Linked DNA regions of Anas platyrhynchos: region 2 is linked to region 1. The links are chromatin contacts, called in public Hi-C maps. All regions are on one chromosome and are shown on one strand. Each heading gives the region's core, a stretch centred on a gene start, on an enhancer-like site or on the middle of the called end of the contact. The rest is flanking DNA. Distances are from core to core; before and after follow the strand shown.

Region 1 (7,388 bases), core at 3,065-5,564:
ATACAGTCTAAAATAAAAGGTAGCAGATAACTCAAAACACTTATTTTTTTTAAAGAAACATGTTTAATCTCAAGGTATTTGATGTCCCTGCTTGTTGGTAGCTTGCTACCAAGGAGAGAAGAGTGGGATTTTGTTTCGGTGTTGCTGCCTGTTATGGTACCACAGACACTGTTGCCATGTCTCCATGTTAGCATAGGAAATGGTTACTTGTGGTTTTGCTAACCAATTAAAAACATATTAGCCAAATTTCATGGCAGAGCTCCACCGTGGGACTGGAATTTTATATTTTATGTTGGTTTTTGAGCAGTGCAATGGCTTCATTGGGTCCTAATCTACATCCGCAAGCAGTCAGCTCTGAGTCTTTCCTTGTTTTTCACGCACTGCACATCTGCTCACCTGTGTGTACGGAAGACCACCACTGGTAACTTAGCAAGCATGTGAAATGCAGTAGCTTCAAAATGTTTCCTAATGATTAACCCCTTATTAATTAGGTACTCCCTGTTTGTCAGCTCCAGTGCCACCGGCATGGCAGGAGATGGTTGCCTACCCGAGGCTGTGGCGTTTCAAAGAACTCACAGGTTACGCAGAGTGTTCAGTAGCTGTATTTTTTTTTCCAGTTCATCATACAGAAAAGTTCCGAAGGACATGCAGCACTTAGTGAGTACATCTATATACAGTCAGCCAGAATTGAGATAAAAATAATACAGCAGTCAAATAATGATTCTGGCCTGCCAGATACATTGAACAGACTAAGGATGTCATCGTCGTTGTTTTCCTGAAAGAAAAGATTAAGACTTTACTCAAGATGTGTATCGAGCGGTGTGACAAAACCAGTGAAACGTCAGCCTCTGGAGTCGTGACGGCCGCACTTGGGAGGCTTCAGCACAGGGCTCTTCTGCTGCTCGCAGCAAAGCAATCGCATTGAGTACACGGCGACGATCCCTACTCAGTTTGGATAAACACAAATCCTGACACCGCGTTCTCTGCTTCAAGTACGATGCCAGATGCAGAACAGGTACCCCAAACAACCAGCAGGAAGGGGACTGTGATTAACGAGCGCTCTGTCACGAGTGCAGGGGCTTCGTTAGGTGGGAACACGGCGTTCAGGGCGCAGGCGGAGGCAGCAGGTTGTTTACACCAGGCTGAGGAGCGCTGTATTTCCAGCAGCTTTCTCCCTCTCACTAGCAGTAAATAACCTGGTTTTCCTTCCGTGCTGGGTTTGCACCTACACAATTTAATTGGTGGGGGATTGTTCTGTGGTTACAGTGATAAAATGAAGTCCCTCTGGCTGATGTGATCCTGATTCAGCAGTTGGCAAGCACAAACTGCGCTGACACTGCCTGCTGTGACAAGAACAGGCACAGAGGATGGGACCGGGCTGCCCTGAGCCTGACGTCCTCAGAGCTGAGGTGAATTTATGGTAAATTGGTGAAGTAATTCACAGCCCCGTTTACCACGGACCAGATACAGTTTCTCTTCAGCCTCATTTTTACTTAAAATACTGCACCTTACGCTTGAGCCTTGTGCTGGCTGAAGGCTGGGAGCTCTAGAGGCTGCCTTTCCTAGGGCCTGCATTTATTTGCTCACCTACAAACTCCTTGCCACGAGGGGTCAGCAGCAGTGCAGGCAGGCTGCTCACTGAATCAGGCTCTGAAGCAAAGCTGGAGAAAGGACTTCATGGCTGGCGTTTATTCGAAATAAACAGCCAAAGGGTGAAAGGACAGACCTGGGGCAACACCTGTAAAACCTGTAAACAGCCTGCATGGGGAGGAGGAGAAACCAAAAGCACACGGCTGGTCTGTGGACAGAACACTAGGGCACTACGTGGACGTGGTGAGGCATTCACGTTTGTCTATCTATACACAAATATACAGCTCAGTTGATAATTTAATACATTATTATTATTATTTTTTTGCCAGACATACGAAAAGGTTTATTTTTCTCCTTTATACAGTGAATGTTTTGAGAGATATAAGGCAACTCCCTTGTCAACGATTTCACCTCAGCACTTAAGAGAATCTAAACAGTCAAGTTTACAATAAAACAGCAGATTAGACACGATTAATATTTTCAGTGAGATTCAATGTTAGCGCAGCGTGTCTGAGAACAGAATTTGTCAGATGCTGTTGTAGCTCTATGGTTTGTTGGTTTTTTTGGCATAATTGAGTGCAAACTTGTCAGCTTTTTATCTTATGGCAGCCTATTGCATAGCAGGGAAACGTAGCTTGCTTGCAACAGGATTTTATTTCTGCTAACACCGCAGGCAGTTTTTTTTCTTTCTTTTTAACGCTTGCCAAAATAAATCAAACAAACTCCAAAGCTGCTTAAAAATAAAACACACAAGCTGAGCTCCTCAAAGCATTTGCTGACTATGTTATAAGGACTGACTCTTCTGTAAGTGCTATTTAGGACTCTGGGGTTTTTACAATTTACTTTCCGAGGACTTCTTCCTTCTCACCCATTGCAAGCCACGATTAATTAGCACATGTAAAGGAAATAAAATTCTCCGGCAATGGGGCCGAATGTTGTGGCAGACTCAGGAAGCACCTGCTTGCTTTTCCCACTTCCCAGCCAGGTCAGAAAAATATTTGTGTGCACGCACAGCCTATTTCACTCATCCCCGCATACCTGGGAAGCTCTGGGGGAAAGTTTGGGGCTGCCTCAGGCAGGGACAGCCAGGATCGTGATGCGCATCCAGCAGAACAAAGGCCACTGCAGCTTTCTGTCTGAGCCTGCTGCCTTCCAACAGGCTGTTGGCATCCTGGGCTGCCCCTGCAGTAGCCAAGTAGCCCTGCTCGTGGTGCAGGCTGCGCAGGGATCCCTCAGTGAGGGCAGTTCTGGGTAACGCGAAGGGTTTCAGCTAGTCTAGGGCCAAGAGCAAACACGAGGGGCCACGTGCTTAACGGATGTGTGAATTCACATGCGGAACACTTACAAGAGACACCAAGCACAAATACACAAACCCTAGGACGTCTTCCCCTCCTTTTACACATCTACATGGACACAAACACACTGCGGCTCTCACCAACCCCCTGCTCCAGAAGGAAATTCTCCACACAAAGCTCTCCTGGCTCAGGCTGATCAAAATTCAGGCTCCCCTTTCACCGCCTCGATGAAAGCATTCACCTCGCACCTCTCTTCCTCGTCCTCTCTGAGTTCTGGCTCTTTAGCACGATGGTTGGCTCAAAGGAAGAGAATCCTTGCAGGAGGAGAATCGACATCACAGCTCGGCCTTCCCTAACGAGTCCTAACAAGGCGTTTTGAACAGCCAGAATACCAAAATATTTGTTCCACCACCACTGCCTTGAGGAGGAAGGGGAGGGAAGAGAAATCCGTGGCTTCCCCAAGCCCCCTTCCTTAATGGTAAAGCCACAAATCAACGCGCTGTCCGTGTAGCATCGTGAGCAGCTGAGTGTTTTTGCCTTCCACAGAGCCAGAGCCACGCGGACACACACGAGAACTGTAAATGCACGGCCCGACGGGACTAGCACGAGGAAGGGGACGCTCTGCAAACAAAAAGAGGGCTCTGAATCTGCAGGGCTCCGTCAGACCGCCCTGACCGTGCCACCGACAGCGCGAGGAGCATGGGACGGGGTACAGAGAGTGGAGAGAGAGAAAGGCCGTGTCTACAGCGCCGCACGTCGAGCACATCCATCCCGCTGCTGTTTCCTACAGGGTTATCGAGGAGCTCGTTAAGGCAGAAGAGAGACATTCTGTGGATCTGGGTGCGATTGGCTCGTTGCACTCACATTGTTTCGGTGGCAGAGGACGAGGTACTTTTCTTCCTGAAGCGAGGTCTGAGGGTCCTAGGCGGTGCCTGCAGAGGCAAAACAGAGAGAAAATATCATCGGTGTGTGAGGAAATGTTGGTTTCTTGCCTTAAAACTCACCCGTCTGTGTGGCACCTCTGCGGTAACGATCCTGTTTCAGGCATGAAGGAAGAGAGAAGTATCTCTGGGCCTTGCAGCTCATTAACGAAGCACCAGCTGAGGACTTTTTTTCTTGAGGACCTTTCCAAAAACCTTTGCAGCCCTTAACCAAGCCAAACCAACACCTGCCCCTCTGGTTTAAGGCATGGCTGAAGAGCCCTAATCCCACGATGGTCAAAGCAGCCCGGGGAAATTGGTGCAAATTCCTGCAGCCTCTGGATCCAGAGAGCAAAGCGGTGCTAGGAAGCCCGCTGTGGTGTTTCCAAGCGTAGACAAGTAAGCAAACAACAACAAATGATGTCTGCGGTGCATTATTCCCTCTGAAAAGCTTCAGCTTGGCCCTGGCTCTTGTCAGAATCACAGAGTAAATGCTTACCAGCTGCTGCAGAGGAGCACAGCTGCTCTGAATTTTTACCCCTGCATCAGGGATCCTGCCACAGACAGAGATCCACCCGGGCTCTGAGCTGCTGCCTCGGTGTCCGTCTGTAAACCAGGAGCCCTGCGATAGCTCCTGCAGCTTGGCAGAGGGCTTCTTTGGGAAGCCAGCCCACTCTTACAGCAAAGCAGCCATCAGCTGCCCAGTAAATATCCTAAATCAGTCCTAAAGTCCTAAGCGATCCCCTGAGCCTGTGATTCTCCATCCCACCAGGAGGAGATGGGGAGAGGGAACCAGATTCCCCTTCCCCACGGTGAGATCTCCTGGCTCAAATCCCAGCGCTACAGCAGGGCTGCAGGCCTCGGCTCCATGCCCAGGGCGTTAACAAACCATATTTGTTAATCCCAGGCCTGATTCAAAAGCTGTTGAAATCCCAAAATCGCTGCTTTTGGTGGGGTTGGCTGGGTGCGCACTCAAGCAAGAGGGGCCGGGCTCTGAGCTGGGAGCTCCCTGGCTGTGGGTGCCAGCAGTTCTCCCCCCGAGAACCTTGTCTCAGGGATGAAAAGAGCAATTCCTCTCCAGATAGGAAAAACAAGGGGTTGATACCCACACGTGCAGGAAACTGAGCAAGACTCACCCCTGAAAGCCCGGGCAGGTTATTTGCTTTTGGACTCTGCTTTTAGACCAAAGAAAGGAGTTCATTCAGCTAGCCAAAGAACATCACAGAAGGAGGAACCTCGACAGCAGAAGTACCTCAAGGGGCTGATCCTTCCTTTTGGGCCTTTTGTTGGTGGATGCGCAATCCAACAAAGCGTTGTCCTCATCATCTGAGAACACAGAGCCTTGCGTTTCACAGTTTGCCTGCCGGGGCTGCTCGTATTTATCGTATTTATCCTTCACATCTACTTAACGTGGCCGGTTACGGGCTAAACGTGGAGACAAAGCAGGAGGAAGATGAGCCATGGTTCGAGTCGCGCCCCGCCAAACCCCAGCTCACTGCAAGGCCATGCACCTCCCGGGATTAATGGTCAGAGGGTCACACTGCACACTCAGTAACAGCAGTTGAGGGGTTAGAAATCAAAAGGACCTCGTTTGCAAAGACATGACAAGCTCTACCTGGATTATTTATGTGGAATTTAGACTAAATTCACGGTCTGGTTTTCTGGAGGTTGACTCTAGAAAGAAATTAGTTTGTTTGGCTCAGGGATAAGTGGAATAACTGATTTCTTGAATTGCTGATTCATCCACCGTTCCTACATGTCCTGTTTTTTAGGAGCATCCTCTGAAGACACCAAGGGAGTGCTGGGGCACAGCCTGGGGAGAGCTTCCTGGGGTGCACAAAGTGCAGCAGCAACACCTGGCTGCAAGCTGGGAGAGCTCCAGCCTACAGCCCAGCCTAAAATCCACTGAAGTGAACCAAAAACTTCAACGGGCATTGAAAGGACTCTCAGCAGGCTGTGTTGTTACGAGGTCAGTGGGGAAAAGTCCTCTCCTGTCCCTAGAGCAAACCCCACAGCCTGCTGCCCCTGATGGATCTGAAGGCAGAGTGTGGGGCCGTGACTACAGAGCGCTAACACCTGCTTGGTGCTTCTCCTCCTCGTGCTTTACAACATGATCTTTGCAGGACTGGTTATTGGGACAGTGCATTTGCTGCTTCAAATCCAGGCAGTGAAAATAGGTGGTGTTTTCAGCAGCCAGCCCAAAGCAAGAGCTCCAGAGGGGACACCCAGCACCACCAAGCTCCCTGCCTCTCTGCGAGCAGTTTCTTCCCAGCAGGGCTGGAGCTTTCTGAGCTTAACTGCCAGTCACGTTTATTTTTTTATTCTAAAACATGGCAGGAGTGGACGTGTTTGGTGCTTAGATGACGTGAATCACAGTTGCTGGGTCCCTTTTTTATAAACACACATAGAAATGATGTTCTTGTCTCACAGAAATAATGTACTTTGTGTCTCAGCCTCACTGCAGGACTCTGCTGGAGCAAAGACTCCAGCAAAAGGATTCTTAAAAGTCTGATCACAACTGATTCAGACCCTTAAAGGCTCAGGTTGTGGCTGCTGCACGTAGAGTGTCTCTACCCCTGGACCACCACTCGCGTGTGCCGGCTGGGACACACCGAGACAGCTTTCAGGGAGAGCTGGAATTTGACTTTTATCCCGGTGCAGGGACGTTGTATTTTATTTCCAATCTTCTCCTTCCACGTGGGAAGTGAGATATCCAGGAGAAGCCTCGCTTGGGTCCTCTTGGCTGCAGGAGATGGCCCTCGGTGCCTCTCCAAGCCAAGCACAGAAGGAGACAAGCTTGTTTTAAAAGCTTTGTTCAGAGCTTGGGCACAGCCTGTAGGTGCTGCGAGCTGTGTTGTGCCTCCACGAGCAGCAGGGCAGATGCACAGCACCCCCGTGGGCTCCTCCACTCCCCCCAGCACCCCGAGCATTCCGTCCCTGGCCTGGAGCTGGTCTCTGAAGCCTGGGGGAGAGCTCAGCCCCCAGGCTGGCCCACGCTGCTTCAACCCCACAGCAGAGAGGTTCCCAAAATCCCCTGGAAGCTGGGCCGAGGCTCCAGGCAGGGCTTCACCTCCAGGAGGCTCTCACTGCCCACCTCGGAGCCCTCTGGGTGCCTTCACCTCCCACCTCTCTGGGAAAACCAGAAAACAGCTGGGAAAACCGCTGCTGTCCCAGGCTGAAGCCACTGCTGCCTCCTGCAAACATGGCTTTTTGGCATCAGGACCAGATTATGCTCCTCTATTCTCTAAGGCAAGGCAAACCCTGACTGTAAGTGGTCTAAAGAGCCCTTAATTCCAGCCCCTCTCACCCTCTCCTAATTCCTTCCAAGGGAACCCGTGTAATATAACCAGCACGTTGGGTGGGAAGTCCTGAAGTTGAGCATATTGCAAGCTGGAGCATTTTGCAGAGCTGGGATCAAAGCTCTTAAATGCTCCACAGGGAACAACCCAGCATGGGCAAGGAAACGTGGGGCCAGATCTTCATCGTCATTACTCTCGGTGATTCTACACGGACTGAAAAATCTCCCTGGCAAAACCCAGCCCAACAAAATGATTCTGGAGCAGGCTGCCTTGCCAGCACTTGC
Region 2 (7,388 bases), core at 2,578-5,077, 97 kb after region 1:
CAATTCTCGCCCCGCCTCCTCCTACCCCTCAAACTTCTCATACAAAGTCCTTGTGCTTCCCAGCACGGTGTCTTCTGAAAACTGTGTTAGCGTCCTCTGTTTTGGTCACTGAGAACACCGACTAGTGCTGGCCTTGGGGCAGGCACCTGCTGCATTTGGTGATGTTTTTTCCAGTGACAGGCTGTAGTAGTGTAAGAGTGCTCATTTCATGTGGCAGTGGCTCCTGTTGGGAACATGAGTCACTTAAGCCTTCTGTTTCTTCTTACTGTAAATTGGAATTATTTGCTTTTATTGTATCCACCTTTGCAATGTGTCTGTGAAGCGAGTGGGAATGCAAAATGATGCAGCCTTCACTAACCAAGGACTGAGTAAGGGTTGCATACAGCTCTTACACCTGGCCACGTGGTGTAAGTCACTCAATCTGGCATGCATGCATAAGTCATACCACACACGTATCTTGCTTATCCAGTAGGACTGGTATATTATAATACATTTCTTTTCCTGACTTTTCAGGTTGCTGAAGAACAAGGTCAAGAAAATCCTGTCGATCACGACCCTATTCATGATCAAAGTTGGTACTTGGACAGATCTCTAAGAAAACGCCTTCACCAGGAGTATGGAGTTCAAGGCTGGGCTATTGTACAGTTTCTAGGAGATGTAGTTTTCATTCCAGCAGGAGCTCCACACCAGGCAAGGACCAGTGACACTATTTACAGTCTGACTGCTTGGGCAGACCTTTGCACATGTGGCTAATACTCGTCTGTTCTCTCTAGGTTCATAACTTGTACAGTTGTATTAAAGTTGCAGAAGACTTTGTATCCCCAGAGCACGTCAAGCATTGCTTCTGGCTCACTCAGGAATTTAGATATCTGTCACATACACATACAAACCACGAAGATAAATTGCAGGTAAGCTCAAGGAGAACCCTGTCCCCTTTCTCCCTTTAAAAAAAAATATCCTCACCAAACCCATGCAGTAATGATTTAGCCATCTATAGAACATTTCACACTTGGATCAGCTTTAATGCATTGGACCTCCAAAAAGGAATTTCAGTAGGAATTTCAGTAGGCGTTTGGACTGTTACACATGTTCAGTAGCTCTGTGGAGGCCCTCTGAGATAGTTTTGAAGTGTTACCTTTTTCCTTTTCTGCTGTTTTTCCTCTGGTTGAACCCATAATACTCTCCCCAGGCTACTAAGTTTCAGTTTATAACCTGTTAGAACTTGAATCTTGTTCTCACAAGTTAGTGATGTGAGTGGAGCTGGTGCTGATGAGCCTGTTTGTCCTGAAAGGAGAGCCACGTGGGGTGCAGAGAAGTTGGGGAAGCTCTGCAGGTGTCTTCTGTGTGTCAGTGTCTTCCAAACTGCTCCAAACCATGCTGTTTAACTTTAAATGTCTCTTTTTTTCCTCCTAGGTGAAGAATGTCATATACCACGCAGTTAAAGATGCAGTTGGGATACTGAGAGCGAACGAATCCAGCCTTAGCAGACCATAAACTAGAAAGCCTTAACCACACACTATGAAACAGAAGCGCTGGCAGCTGTTTTAACTACTCAGTCAGGACCTCTGTGGACTTTGAGATTATCTGAATGTTACCTCATCTTCCTTTCAGCAGTACCAGAGGATCGTGGTACTATGTTCTGTGTATTCTTCCAATGTTTACAAACCTGATATGTATATGTAGTAATATGTATGGACTGTGGCATACTGTGAATGCTCAGTTGCAATAGAACTTTATATGGAGTTGCTCTCCAAACTGTACAAAATACCTCCTATAGAACTGTCGGAAACTATTCCAAATTACTCATTTGAAAAATATTACCCGAGACTTGTAAAGCTCCAATTTTTAAAAATTTATTTTAGGGTGGGAGGAAGTATGGAGTCACCAATTTAATAACCGATTTACATAAAAATAAACTAAGAATGCAGTTCTGTAATTTCACATTAACATAGAACTAGCATTTAAAAGTAGCTTTAAGCTATTGTATAGTAACATAGAGGTGGGGATTAACCATCTTTAGGTAAATGTATTTAAATTTCTAAATGTTAAAAGAAACTTTTAATCAAATGTCTTCTGTTTGAAACTGATCTTTAATTTGAACTTATGTTTGATTCTCTGGTTTTTAACACTGAATGGTCTACATAAAATTCTTCTATTTCGGATATTGCTCCTTGCCCAGCTTCTTCAGTTGACTCTTGAAAATGTAATTAATTTCGTGCAGTGCTTTGAAATGCAGAAGCAAATTGTGTATCATACTGTTCATACTTTTTTTTTAACTATCTGAAAGCTTATGGTATTTAATTTAGCGATAGCTCTGTTTATAGCTTTCTTGGTTAACCGAAACATGGTTTAGCTTGATTTCTGTTTCTCAACCAATACTGGTACAATGGTTTATATCAAGTGAGTTTTGCAGACTCAGTCTTAAAAAAGCACGTTGCTCTAAAATTACTTAGACTGAAAAAAAGAAAATCAAATTGTAAAAACAAGCAGAGGGGAAGTGCATCTGTCATCTAACAAGCTGAAATAAAATCAACTTTTGTGTTCCTCAGTGCCCTTTTCAGCACTGAACTGCACAGGACAGCTGCTGGGATGAGACAGGAGGGAGGGGAACCCTGTTACATGGTGACACACTGGATATTCCCCTCCCCACAACACTCACCTGCTACTGTTGATCAGCATTAACTATTCTGTCTTTGTGCCAGTTTTTTTTGTTTTGAGAGAAACTTCCTTACATGTTCCTCAGTAGTGGAACTGTACCTGAGGCTGTATTTCTTGCAGGGAGTAAGGCTCTTAATCAACTTAGCAGATGGTGGACTGATAAGGTTTGTCTGCTGGGAATAGGCACGCTTACTTCCTTTGCCTCAAAATTGAGGCAGAAGGAGGTATCCAGAATTAAAGATGCAAAACGAAGACATAATTAACTTGATCCTGTGTTTATTGCCTCTAGGTGGAGTTCTTTGTGACCACTTAGAGCTGGGGTAGCCAGTTGATCTGGCTGCTAGGTTGTTTTTTTAAGAAGAGGCATTCAAAAAGACAGGAGAGGATCCCTAATGCTGGGTGAGGACTTCAGGTAGTTGTGAGTCAGCACCAGTGCTCTGCTACTCCTGGGGCAGGGAAATGTTCCAGTTCACTGAGCTGCTGCTGCTAGCTTAAATTCAGCAGAGCTACTCCCTGTCTCTGCTGTGTTCAGTGAGAATGTCCCTCCCTCTTCCCTTGCTGCCATCTCTATTTGATAATAAACAGCCTGGCCTGTTCCAGTTGCCTGAGCCAGCTCCTGAAGGAAAAACAAGGCTGATTTGGCACTTTGAGCTAGTTACATATCCTTCGAGGCAAGGCAGTGTTTCAGATGAATGTTTTCTTGCAGTAGCAAGTTTAAAGTAAATGAAACAAAGCAGTTAATTGCTTCTCTTGGATCCTGGTTAGAGCATGTGTGGGGAGCTGGCAGCCAGGTACCTCACCACCCAGCGAGTGCCATGAGTCATGCTGACTTGATGCATGCAAATGTGCACGGATGTATGAAGAGACACATTGTTGGGAGTTGGAGTTTGAACCTTGTTACACAATCTGTTTTTATCCCAGCTCTCAACTGCTGCATCCCACTGCCTCTCTGAGTGATTTTTCTTCCTTTGGGATCTGTCCTGGCTGCAGTGCTAAGAGCAGGGGAAACAAAGTGTCCTGGTCCAGCTCTTGGTAGGTTTGCAGTGAAGAGGGAACCCTTGAGCTTGGTACTCCAAACATTAAGGTTACACTGACTGCTCCGGGACCTTTTCCTGTTCTCTGGCATGACAGGGAAGGGTGCTTGGTGCCTCCTTGCTTTTATGGCTGAAACTGGATGTTGTTGGGCAGCATCCAGGTTTCTGTTTGCGTACCTTATCTGCTCCTCTGCTCTTGCTGTTGGAATACCATTACAGGCTTTTCTGGTGGCGAGTCTTAGCAACTGCTTCCTTTGTCAGCACCACAGGAGTATCACAAGCCTCTTAGGTGAGAGATGAACAAAGGGGCGAGTTGCTCACACTCTGCCTGCGGTGAGTCACGATGCCTGAAATCACATTGCCTGAAGTCTTTCTTGGGAAGGAGAGACCTCTCCTTGTGTTTTGGCCTCTTAAGGCCCTAACAATGTGCTACTTAAACAGCAGCTGCCACCACACTGTGGTTGTGGGGACAATGACGCAGCAGCACCTGACAGGGCTAAGCTGAAGGCAGCTCCCCTTTCACTTCAGTGCCAGATGAATTATTACAGCCTGGCTACTGGCTGTAAAACTGCCCTGATCAGTTACGGGATTGGCAGATGAGCAGAGCCTTCTGTCCAGGGAAGAGGAGGGGAAGTTCACTGACTTTCCCGTCATAGTGCCCAGCCCAGGCACTCTGCACCTTCCTCTTTGACTACCTACCACCAGTTGGAGGCATTAACCCATCCCAATGCCCTCCTCCACCTTCAGAGGGCAGAGGGAGAAGAAAGCCAGGCCTGTGCCAGCGTGGATTCTCTCCTCCTGTTACCAACCTGGTGCCAAGGCTGCCATCTGCCTCTTAGGAGTGCTGCATCTTTACATGTAGCTTAGAGTGAGAAATACACTTCTTTAAGCAGCTACGATCAGCCTGACACGCTGATACTGTTCCATGAAACAGGACTCCCCCTGTGCACATACAATGCCTGACCAGCACTGGAAGAAAACATGTATTTAAGTCTTATTTTTAAAGACTTAGCTTTCCTTTACCTGTGTTGTGACATCCTCAATGCATTGGGTCTTGTAAAACCAAGGGGGAGTTGTTCAAGGTGGACCTGTTTTGTGAAAGCAGCCTGAAGCCATGAAAACTACCAGTTGCTCCTGTGCATCAGTTTAAGAGCAGCTTTAATAAAAGTTGTAGTGAGTCAGAAAAACACGGATCTTACACCACTGAAGGGTTTTTGGTAGCAGACTAAGCCAAAGTGCCTTTCAGGGAAAGATGATACTTGAAGCTAAGAATATCATCCAAGACTTCATAACTAAAAATACATAAAATTTAACACCCTTGCCATTTCACTGTAACCTTTCACAGGTGATAAAAGGCTGAACAGAAAACAATAAAATCATCTCTCCAGCCTGCAGTCCCCAAGAAGTATATTACAGGAGTTTCTTGGAGAATACAGTCCCCAGGACAGAAAAAAAATATATATATTACACAAAGTATCCTCACGTATTAAGTTTTGCATCGGGAAGGCAGGATAGAGCATCCTGCCACAAAACAAAAGGCAAACTGTACATGGCTCTTCCCTCCTTAGCTGCGCAGGGTGGCCAGGCGGGACTGCATGGCCTCGATGTCCTCCTCCTCATCAACAGCAGCCGTCGCTCCCAAGTCCTCGGGCTCCGGCAGAGCGTCTGTGACTTTACTGGGTGCTTTACCCAAGGCCCCTGCAAGCAAACAACATAAAAAGACCCCTTAGCATGCGTTAAGTCTTTGTTTAATAGCCAGCAGCTTGTAATGGAAATTATGTCAGTTATTTGAAATAATTCAGCCAGACAGTTGGAGTTTACAGGCCCTGCTGCTGACGCTGTTGTACTCGTCAGGCTCCTGAGGACAGTGCTCTGCTAAGAAGAGCTCCAGCTCTGTGCTTCTCGTTCTCCTCACCGCCCCACTGCGACAGCCCGCAGCACAGCAGGAAGGGAGCTTCTCCGAGCAAGGAACAGGAGGCAAGAAAGCAAAACAAAGCAGGGCAAGAGAAACGAGAGAGGGCAGCGTGCCAGCGGCAGCTCGCAAGGTGAGGAGCGGGGGCACTTGGCAGGCAAGGTGTCAGAGCTGAGCGCTGCTCTGGCACTGCAAGCACCAGCCCCTTTCACAAGAAACTCAGGTAAAGAGCAGTCTGAGCATCGCCCAAGTCAAACAGCTAAAAGAGCAGCTCAGCACCTCACGAGGTGTAAGGCAGGAGCTTTTGTTTGCCTAGTTATTATTCAGCTGCTCAAGTCGTGAACGGCATTGTACAGCCAGGAATCCCAGGGCAGCCTAGGAACTGAGGCAGTGAAGCAAAGTTGATTCCCTGGCTTCATTAACAGTAGTGTATCTATCTGCCCGGGCACACACATTTTACCTTGTTAAAAGCAGCCAATGCAGACAGGAATCTGGTCAAGCCTAAATGATAAACTGCAGGGACTTCAGCTGCTGCTTTATCGTTCATGCTTCGCTGAACCTCGCTGGCTGCACCACCCGCCTTCCCTGAAACCAGTCTGTCAGGCACTCCTTCGCTTTTAGGGAAGGTAAAGGCACCTCTGGGAGGCCACAGTTGTTAAGCCAGGACAGATGGAAGTTTAAAGCGTAGCACCTTCGTAGTTAACAGAGCAGGAGGAAGGCTCCTCGCTCCGCAAACACACGCAGACTCACCCGCTGTAATTTCGAAAAGGATTTTGTCGATCTCCATCTCTGCTTCCTCCTCCATTTCGTCCTCATCCTCCATGCTTTCAAAGGTGTCCTCTAGCATTTCCTCGATAATGCCAGCCTGCCAGGAAACAAAAGGGCAGCACGTGATGGCCTCGGAAGCAGCAGAGAGGACAGGTCCCCCTGTCAGCATCAGGTTGTGCCTACCCCAGGCATTTAACAACTGCCACAGGCGTGCTGCTCGTCTGCTGCTCGAGCTTTCCTGAACAAGGCTGCTCTGTTGCACGAGGGCTGCCCAACACGCTCACCTACAGTTTAAGCCTGCATCCGTACAGCTGGTGCGTAAGAAAAGCAGTAAGAGAACTGAAAATGAGCTGTGTGTTCCCACATTTAGACCCCACAGCTCTTACTCACTGCTGTTGCATCTCTGCATATCTACAACCCCGGTTACTACACGTCTGCAGTCGCAGATGCAGCTGTATTTCACATGCTTCCATCACAAAGCATACATTTTGCAGCCTGTTTTACAACTTAGGTCTCACATAAACTTTCCTTTTTTCTATCTGCATTTAAAAACACCCCCTGCAGGGCCTGCAGCCCATATATGGCCAGATTGTTCTGGTGCACAGTCATAAAATTGTTAAGAAACAAGCTGGTTTCACCCAACCAATCTTGAGCAGCATGTAAGAGGAGAAAAGAACAAGATTTTGGCAGTTGAAAATAACCACAATAAGAAACGAGTACACTATAAAATCAGAGCACTTCCATCAGATGGAGACACCACACTAGGTGTTCTAAAACCAGCATCAAGATGGCTGTTTTGCCTCAGATGGGATTTTCACTTTCCCACTCTACAACGGGCTGTGGTGGGCGTCCTGTAACGAACGCTGCCCTCTTTGAGAGCAGGAAATTTGCTCTCCCTCCGAACAGCTCAGGGTTCAGGGCAGTCACTGGGGTGTGGGCGTGAATCCTGCTTCAAGCCCTGGTTCCCCAAGCCCTTGGGACCACCAACCACAACTCCTCTGTATGGGAACAACCTT

Evidence for each region. A called contact is a pair of places that touch in the nucleus more often than the background predicts.
Region 2: a contact with region 1 is called in a Hi-C map of subcutaneous adipose tissue, with 1.9 times the contacts expected there. The contact joins two enhancer-like sites. A contact is called at or near these places in 2 of 8 Hi-C or Micro-C datasets (F1 follicle and subcutaneous adipose tissue).

Annotation. Positions count from the first base shown.
Region 1 is chr4:73,787,812-73,795,199 of IASCAAS_PekinDuck_T2T, forward strand. It overlaps REEP1 (receptor accessory protein 1), which reads right to left. Exons shown (of 11, transcript XM_072037877.1): 9 at 5,058-5,206; 10 at 3,750-3,817; 11 at 585-3,669. The coding sequence ends at 3,627. Among named protein-coding and RNA genes, the nearest start is that of MRPL35, 5.9 kb to the left of the region's middle. Within about 2 kb of position 4,315, at least 1 of the 8 cell types and tissues checked has an H3K27ac peak or open chromatin away from gene starts, as enhancers often do. A contact at or near this core is called in subcutaneous adipose tissue, where this site is marked.
Region 2 is chr4:73,885,589-73,892,976 of IASCAAS_PekinDuck_T2T, forward strand. LOC101797326 (charged multivesicular body protein 3) reads right to left here. Exons shown (of 7, transcript XM_027455754.3): 6 at 6,355-6,469; 7 at 4,834-5,390. The coding sequence ends at 5,257. KDM3A (lysine demethylase 3A) reads left to right here. Exons shown (of 25, transcript XM_038178761.2): 23 at 514-690; 24 at 774-908; 25 at 1,414-2,162. The coding sequence ends at 1,494. Among named protein-coding and RNA genes, the nearest start is that of KDM3A, 31 kb to the left of the region's middle. Within about 2 kb of position 3,828, at least 4 of the 8 cell types and tissues checked have an H3K27ac peak or open chromatin away from gene starts, as enhancers often do. A contact at or near this core is called in subcutaneous adipose tissue, where this site is marked.